Linked DNA regions of Drosophila melanogaster: region 2 is linked to region 1. Evidence: chromatin contacts called from public Hi-C data. All regions are on one chromosome and are shown on one strand. The core of a region is the stretch at or near the end of the contact, and the rest is flanking DNA. Distances in the headings are between cores, read along the strand shown. Region 1 overlaps Rbfox1 (RNA-binding Fox protein 1). Region 2 holds the start of lncRNA:CR45169 (long non-coding RNA:CR45169).

Region 1 (4,784 bases), core at 852-3,351:
AGATTATAGCATTTACACGCTGCGTATCGAGATTGTAAAACCGATATGGTTTTTTTAGAAAAAAAAAAAAGATACCAAAAGTCATAAAAAATGGACACATTTCACTTACACTGCAGCGTCTTAAATATGCCTAAAATCATGAAACGCACTGTATCGCATCATCTTATATCTCTGATTTTACATCTTTCGGTCTTTATGTCGGCTATTAATTATGTTTATTTTGCGTTTACAGCGCTTTGAAGGCTGTTTGGCATCTCAAATGATTTTCATGTACCAAATGACTTTCACTCAATTAGTCTTTAGTCAAGTGATGCAGGCATGTGTCCGACAATTTCTTAAGTCGATTTTCCATTTTTTCCATTACCCGAAGTGGCCATCAATCCCTCCACCGATTGGATAGGTTCTTGTCATATTTCAATTTCTCATTTTCCCCCTCCTTTGATTGATGGCTCTGTATAATTTTTTCAGGGGAAAAAAAGAGCATAAATGCGCATCATTTTGTACTATATGTGGGCAAAGTTATGTAGAGTAGAGTCTGTACGGCCCGCATCTAATTGAGTCCATTTCCATTTCCAGGGCAAATGATATGACAATTTATTTCAATTAAAGTTGATTTAAAAAATTGCCATATCGCCCCATCTCTTTCTAGTCCGGATCGCCTTGATAATTTCGACAATAGAAAACCTTATTTAAATTCCTAAGTCAAACCAAAAAGACGCTCACTAAAATTGTATAATATGTAGGTTACCTTTTACTTTCAAACGCTTCGATGATAAATTAACCGAAATGAGGCTCGTAAAATGCATAAAAAAAAGGTGCTCAAGATAAAATCTTCTCGTTTTGCGTAATATCTTTGGAATGTAAATTGCAAATAAATTGCCAATTAAATTGGAATTTTTTGTATTTAAAATTCAAGTACTTAGCTTAATTCGCATAGGTGGCTGTTGAAAAGCAATTAAATCGGGGTGCGATAATCCTAAAAATGCTCTTAAAAATGCATGTACCCGTTTTTGCACATTTCCAAATGACTTAAATAAAATAAGCAAACGAGTTAATTGAATATTTTAAATTAACACAATGCAAATTTGCTGTAACTGACAAGTTCACAGCTCGAGATGAAAGAGCCAAAGATAAACAAACGCCAACGAAAACCGGCGGCAGTGTGAATGACCCAAACTTCGGTACCCCCCCCCCCCCTCTCTCTCTCTCTCTCGCTCTCGCTCTCCACCTCTCTCTTTCTGAGCCGAGTGAAACGTTTAAGCCAAGTTTCATGCAAATTATTCGGTTCAACGATTATGGTGTGCAGAGCGGCGGGGTTGACGGTAAAAAGCGGGGGCCAAAAGCTAATCGCAGGTGTCAGTCACACGAATCCCAGGTATACATACATACATATCTCCCCTCGTTTTTCTTGCCCCAGCAATTAGCAAGATCGTCGCACGCCCGCTAATTTTTTTTTTTTGTCATTTTTTTATTTTTTCGTATTTTTTGCTATGACTCAGCAGCAGCAGCAGGCGTACAAAAGTTGGTCAAAAGTGTAACAGGTTTTCCACATTGTCATTGTAGTGCAGTTGCCAAAGTAACGGTATCTGTAGCAGACAGATCGACTAGGTTAACTATATGGCATTAACTTGGTTATTGGAGCGATTGCATAATGGAGTTCTCTACGCTTCAGTGGACAGCTCAAGATCAGCGCTTCTGTTACTAAATTGTAATCATTATAGAACTATTTTCAAATATTCTTATAATGCCAAAATAGAACATAAACGATTTACAAATAATAACAAATGAAGTTTGAATGCAAAATTTCGTAGATAAATGCAATTAATACAAGTCTTTCATCATTATTAATAGTAAATTTTTGTATCACCCCTCTAATTTGCTGACATTTTCACCAAGTAGCTGGTAATAAGTACTTAGTTGCGCTCTTTTTCGAACGACTTTTATGCGGCTGTCAATTGTTTTCACTCCATTTCTCGGCTCCATTCAACTGCCATTCGTTTTCATTCATTAGCGGCGGCAGCAAGTGCAGTGCATCAGTTCTGCTCTTTCGTCACACTTTTGCTAGCACATGCCATCTCTTTCGCTGCCGCCTCTATCCGTCTCTTTCGGCCTCTATCTGGCTATTCGCAACGCCCCCACGTGCTTTTTGAACGCTTTTGATCGCGCGCTGACACAGTCGACAAATTTTTATTGCCGCCTCGGAGTCGATCTCTGGCTTTTGTTTTGCTTCTTATATTATTTATTGCAGCCGGCTTTTGTTTTCATTTATCTCATGCTCTTCGCTCTCTCAAACAATTTTTTGCTTTTTTAACAATTTTATTTCGTTTTGTTATTTCTATTTTGTGCGCTCACTGTTGGGCTACTAAAATTTACATTTTATTTGCATGTCATAAACGAGATTTTATTGTAGGCATTTATCGTTCGTGCATGTATAATTTTTTGTTGACTTTATTTTTTTCGACCAAAATATTTTGCTATTGAGTAATCGAGAAAAATGTCTACAAAGTCAAGTCAAGAACAGTGGGATTTGGTAGGAAAATGTGAACATGCTGAACATGACATATAAATATGAATGGATTTTTTCTCCTATTCGATTTCCGTATTGTACAAGATTTTGCTGAATTAAGCTCGTTTTAAGTAGATGCTTTCCATCTTTACATTTTCGTAACGCACTGTATTTCCATGCATTCAGTTAGTGCCCACTTGATTTAGCATTGAGTAAGGTTTTTTTTTTTAGTTTATTTTTAGGGTTGGTCAATAAATAAAAAGGTGGGCAAACAACTTTTGAATAGACTTATACAAATAATGGCGGTCTTACTAGTTTGTCAGAGCTTCAAGTGAATAGATAGATAGGCCTCAACTGCAGTGATATCAAATAGGGGTTTGGTTATTTAATAATAAAACGTGTTAAAAAAAATTTCAATTAATTTTTCTGATTCATCAACCTTTCTGAATACCAGCCGTGACATCAATTAAATGGCTAATCGCCACCTGAATCATTCCCTAACCGGAAACATCTAGAGACATGCAGTCTGCAACTATTTATAGAAACTACTATATCTACTATATCTTTGTTATTATCTTGCATAATTGAAAACTATGCATAATTTATGCAAATGCAATTAATCAACGATTAATGGAGCCTCGTCTCCATCATCATTTTTTATTTACTTTGTTATTACATACAACAATTTATAGCGCTTGCATATTTTCACGATTTTTTGCCATAAATTTTACATTGGAAAAAATGCTAAAAGCGCGTTTGAAAGCCATTCGCAAATCACTTTAACGATTCGAGAATGCAACTTTTTCGGTTGCCCCTTTCGTTTAGTGCTTGATTTTTTGTGTTCCTTGCAGTATATGTATATATTTCTATGTACATTTCGCTTTAATGGCGTCTCGAGGCACTCGCCTTTTCGATGAATTGAATTTATTAGCTAGCTGAAAAGTGCAAATTTGCTACTCGTTGCCACCCGTTTTGGTGGAAAATTGTGCACACTTTGCCTTAACTGTTGCCAATTAACATAAAGCGACAGTGCCGGCAAAACAACAAGGTGAACAAGTCAGGTTGCAAATGCAAAAGATAAATGGAAGATGCGCTCTGGGTTTTAATCTGAACGTAAGGGAGGGGTATAAGTTGCATGGTGTATTGTAACGCCTGGCGCCATTGTTTCGATTGTCTTGACCATAAACGAGTTGCTGACATCATCGGCGGCTAGCAAACCTGGCCAACTTGTGACCTTTACAGCCAGTGACCTTGATGGCAGCACCTTTTTCGCCACCTCCTTCCCTTTTTCAATAGCCTTTTAATTACTCGCCATGGCAATTGCAATGACCCAGAGCCTGAAATCAGTGGGTGCATCAATAACATTTTTATTGAAAATATATATGATATAAGAAACGTATTTATTATTGGCAATAAACAATATGTGAAGATCAATACCCATTATGATGGCTATAAAGATTGAGTAGTTTAATTTTTATTATATGTTGTCGTATTTTTCCAAAGTAATAAACTTTAGGCTCTAAAAATGTTGATTTCCATGTTTAAATAAAAATTTAATTTGTTTCTATTTTTAAACTCATGTTCCACCTCATTACATTACAGATTTACAAATTAAAATTTTTTTAACATTTTATCAATATTTTCTATTATAATGGCATAAGGTATATTTTAATATTCATTCATCATTCATAAATATTTTATTTCTTCTTTTTTATTTGACTCTTACCATGTTCAATGTTTAATTTGATTTTTAATAGCCGCCTGCCTGTTTTGTTAACAATATTTATTTAGTTTTAATTTGAGTGTTTACTGAAGTCTGTACAAAGGCGACCTTCAACTCCAGCTCGATTTAGTCATCATTTTTAATTTATTAAAAATGTAAAGAAATATATAACCATACGAGTGCATATTAAAGTGCAATTAACATGGCTATTATAATGAAAATCTAATGGATTTGAGTAGGGAGCTAAAAAGGTTAATGAACAGCTGCACTCAGAGTGCAAAGACTTTCGGAGCTTCTGAACGAGTTCGTGAAATGAAACAGCTCGCTATGGTTATTTATTTTTATTTTAGGATTAGACATGTCTATTTCCCATCTATTTCCTTTTATCCATCTCTCTGATTAACACACACACACACACTCGACTAAATCTCATTTCGAACACTTCCTAATGGAAACCCAATCCTTAGCCTTTTAGCTACATTTTTTCTTGCCCTTTTGCTAATTCCCATTGATTGCGGATGCAGTGAAAGAAATTATATGTCCTCGTTCATTTGC
Region 2 (4,546 bases), core at 896-3,395, 330 kb after region 1:
TTCATCGTCGTTCCGCCTGAGGAACTGCGGATTCTTTGCGCCCCGAGCTTCTCTTTGGTGAGTGGTGCGGTTTATTGGTTTGTAATAAGCTCTTTGAAGTGTTTAATTGAAGCTTTTGTTAAGCAATTAGACGGCAAAGTGAAGTTGCGCCGAGGTGTTGCCGCCTATTGGTAATTGCCCAACCTAAGTGCTATCTCCGTTTATTATGATGAAAGATAATGTTTTATCGGTGCGGTGCAAGGGGGAGAACTTCACGAAGCGAAGTGGAAAATTGGTATAGGGGTGGTCTGATTTACCTAACCCAGCCGCTTTGGTACCGCTTTCCATCGCACTCTCACCTTCCCTCTCCTTAGATATTATTTATTGTAGCCGCATTTTATTTTTGTGTATCTATGGAATGTAAGCAGACAGCCGATTGCATTCGAGCATCTTCGACTGCAACAGCAGCGGCAGCTTGTTTTGTGCCAGCCGACACAGAGATACAAAGATACACGGATACCCAGAAAAATGCCCAGATACAGATACATTAGCTCGTAGGCAAGCAGTTGGGTAGTCACTCAGATTCAGATTCAGATTCCGAATCCGAAAGCGATTCGGCGTCGCATGCAAACGCAAAAACAAAACAAAATGAAATTATCATTGACCGCCGATCATGATCATCATCGCGATGGAATACGAACACCATCGTCATCTGCCTTGTATCTGTGTGCGTTTTGGAGGTGATCTGCTCTACTATATCTCTCTGCTCTGATATGATCGCAAGCTGACTGATCCATTTGGGCGATGACTGCGATGAGTGGATTATTCTATGACGACGGTGATTTTGGAAGGTGAACACTTAGGGTTTTGTTTGGATTACCTTCATTAGATGACAAAGAAGAATCACTCACCATATAATTTTGGAAAAAAGGCGATTAATTGCGTATTCTGTATAATTTAATGTTCACTTTAAATTAGAAGTGGCGTTAAACTGTTTTTTTTTTTTTCAATTTTAATTCACTTAATATTAACAATAATGGCGGACTTAAATTACCTTACAAAGTTTAAGAATTATTATTAGTAATTTAACGAAAGGTATTAAATGGTAAATATCATTCCTATTTTAGTTCAATAAAACCCAATATTTTTAAAATAAGAAATTTGTTCTTAGCAATAAGTACGATCAGTTTCGAAAATTGATTTCAAAATTATATTCCAACTTATAAATTTAATGGTGCTTAGGATTTAAATAGTTTTCTTTGAAGATTTTATGTGCCCAATCTGATCCCAGATAAATTTGACCATCTCTAACTTCGGTTTTCCCATCACCACGCATTTTTCCGAAGGAATTTTCCTCTCTGTTTGTTGTTGTTGTTGTTGTTGCTGTGTTGTACTTGATTGTGGCATAATTTCTCGCTCGCCTCCATTTATACAATCCCTCACTGTCCGTCTCTATCGCACCCCTAGCCCCATCCCCCTCGCACTCTTCACAACCAAGTGCAACGCATAAATTTTTTATTTGTTTGGTATTCATCTTATTTCGTTTAATGTATTTTTATTTTCAGATTTTTTGTTGGCTTGTGTTTTCCATATTTCCTTTTTCTTTCAGCTTGTTTGGTGTTTTTAAGATAATTTTGTTGGTGAAGAGGGCAAGTTGTTGTTGTTGTTGGTGTTGGTATTGGTATTGGTATTGTTGTTGTTATTGCGCATAAGTATTTTGTGTGTTAATTTGTTCGTCGTTGGTGTGGTTGACGGGTTGGTTCAGTCATTCAACTATATAAAGTATTGTCGTTCCTTCTTCCTCTCATTTATTATTCGTTTCGTTTCGATTTCGTTTATGTACAACGCACTTTTCACTTTGTTGTTCGTTATTCGTTGTTTGTTTGTTGTCGATCGTTGTTTTTATTTATCGCTCTTGTTGTTGCGCTTTTGAAGCGTGGGCATGTGGCATCCACTTTTGTTGTAATTGCGTCGGGTAACTGCATGAATAATTATTAAGTTATTCGAGGAGGGTCGTAAAATGAGGGGTATGCAGATGTACTGCACTCACTCGCACTCACCCCAAAAATTTATGGGATTTCTCCCTGATATCCGACTTATTTTTAGACGTGCTCAATCATTTCTTGGGGGGCAGCATAATTAATCGACAAACAAAATAGGGTCTTCTAAAGGAATGGATTCTAAAATCAAAATGCAACATAAAGCAAATACTTCAAATATTTCAAAAACTCCTCAATATTACTACAATACCATTTTAGAATAGTATTAACATTTGTATTCATTTGCTCATAATATTATATTCCAAATATGCTCATTTCCATAATCTCCCATCATAATTTGTATTCAGCATTTGCTGACAATAACATTAAAATTCAATTACTTTCAACCACCACTTCCTGAAATTTGATCTTCTTGCACGAACTGAAAAATTAAATCTTCAATCCAATTTTCAATCTCCTGATATTTCAACTCGCTGCCGAAACACCGAAATCAATTTTAATCTCTAATAAAACCCAATTTAACACTGTTAAGCCTGCCTGCAGGAATAGCCCAAGCCAAATGGTGTTTTCTGTGGCTTTAATTAGGCTTATTAAAAGAGAAGTTATGCGCCCGGTGTTAAGCCACCATTGCCGTATCAATTTACCGCACACGGAAAAGGCAAAAAACAAAAAAACACCCAGAAAACTCCAGAAGTTGTATTACAACGCTCACAAAAAAGAAAAGGAAAAAAAGAGAGCGGGAAAGAGGAAAAACATTTTCATTCATTTCAAATGCGAGAACAGGAATCGAGAGAGCTAAATAGAAATTCCGATGGTGGAAGCCATCATCATCATCACCATTGCCATCATCACCATTGCCATCGCCATCGCCATGTGGCTCATCCTCATCCACTTCTTGGATGTCTTGAGGCTTCTTTTTCGGGCTCTTTTCTCTCGGCGGCGTTGTGATATTTATGTTTTCATCAAAAGAGCAGGCGAACAATCAAAATGCGCTGCACTCGACTCCAGAGCAGAGACCCAATGAAAAACACACAGATGCAGATGCAGATACAGATACAGATACGGATACGGGTGCGGGTTTGGGTTCGAGTTCGAGTTGGGTATTACTACAGCTGCAGCTGCAGGTACAGATACAGATACTTCTGGTGCAGATACAGATACAGATGCAAGTGAACTGAACTAAGGTGAAGTGAAGAAACTACAAGCAGACAGACGGCATCAGGCAGCAGGCAGCGCTTTAACCTCATATTTATCCAACAGATACTTATAGCGGAGCGCAAAAAAGCAAGCAGCGACAAAAGAAATGAAGGCCCCACAGTACCCACCAAAGTCCCCATAACACTGAACACAATGCAAACTCATTTTCATTTGTTTAAGATTGATACATATTTTATTTAATTTTATAAACGCATCATTTTTCTTTGGGTCAAATTTTCAGTTTTGATATTACCGCACTATATTATAATTCAAATTAAAAAACATCAATCAAAAAAAATTGTAAAATTACAGCCTAGTTTACTTTATTTTATTATAGTATCATTCAAATTGTTGCCAAAATCTATATCAAGAGTTTTCTTACTTCCCATTTAGGTTGTATTATAATTAAACAACAAAGATTAAATTGAGCAAATTAGTTGATAATTTTTTTGCGTTAATTTCAAATTAAACATAACTTCATGCCGATCTTAATTCGAATTTCAAAGTGATTGGATTAAAAAAGCAGCTCTTTTTCATTTTTGACCTCGATAAATATCAAAAATATAAAAAAAAAAGATCGAGTGGAATATTTAAATTTAAATAATTTACGGTGCACCCGAAACGAAAAGAAAATACCCGTAGTGGCAGAGGGAAAGAGGAGGGGCAGGAGAGAGCGAGGCAAGTACAGGCAAGAAAACAAATTTCAATAAAATATTATTACGCTTACGTTTATCGAACGCAGGCAGCGAGCGAGCGAGCGAGTGAGTGAGTATCTTGCAGATACTCAGATACACGTCCGCACTCATTGTGCGAGCTGCTCGACGTCGTCGGAATTCCGATGGCGATGATGAGGTTGCCGCCGATGCGATGGAGAGGATGATGAGGTTCGGCTCAGTTGAGTTCAGTTCGGTTCGGTTTCGGTCGCCAAGCGTTATAAATAAACCATATCCATCAATTGCTTAACTCAAAACAGCGCTAAAAGATACAAAAGCGATACAATAGCACCAACAAGAACAACAACAGCGGCCGCAGCGCCACATATAAAGATACAAATACAGATACAGATACATTTGCCCGATCCCAAAACGAAACCCAAATAAAAACAAAAACCCCGAGCAGCGCGGAGCGAAGGAAAAAAAATCATAAACGAAACCGAGCAAAGAGCGAGAGGAAAAAAAAAAGACGAAATAATAAAAATAAAAACGCCAAGAAAATCGTCAGCGTCGACTGATAAAATGCATGAAAACCATTGGGTGGGGGGTGGAGGCGGGCTGGCTAAATCTCGAAGTATCTGCCGGCAAAGAGCCACCCAAGCCCCATCCCCCTTGCCGACGCCCCTGCTGCCAACCAAGTTCCTCCTTGATTTTTCC

What was found. A called contact is a pair of places that touch in the nucleus more often than the background predicts.
Region 2: a Hi-C map of the Kc167 cell line shows a contact between it and region 1, with 2.0 times the contacts expected there. A contact is called at or near these places in 4 of 107 Hi-C or Micro-C datasets (the D17-c3 cell line, the Kc167 cell line, the ML-DmBG3-c2 cell line and 1 more).

What each region holds. Positions count from the first base shown.
Region 1 is chr3L:10,520,485-10,525,268 of dm6, forward strand. The region is part of intron 2 of Rbfox1 (RNA-binding Fox protein 1); the gene reads left to right. Among named protein-coding and RNA genes, the nearest start is that of snoRNA:Me28S-A2629, 15 kb to the right of the region's middle.
Region 2 is chr3L:10,848,545-10,853,090 of dm6, forward strand. It overlaps lncRNA:CR45169 (long non-coding RNA:CR45169), which reads right to left and starts at 2,146. Exons shown (of 2, transcript NR_124862.1): 1 at 2,040-2,146; 2 at 1,526-1,958. The region is part of intron 1 of tna (tonalli); the gene reads left to right.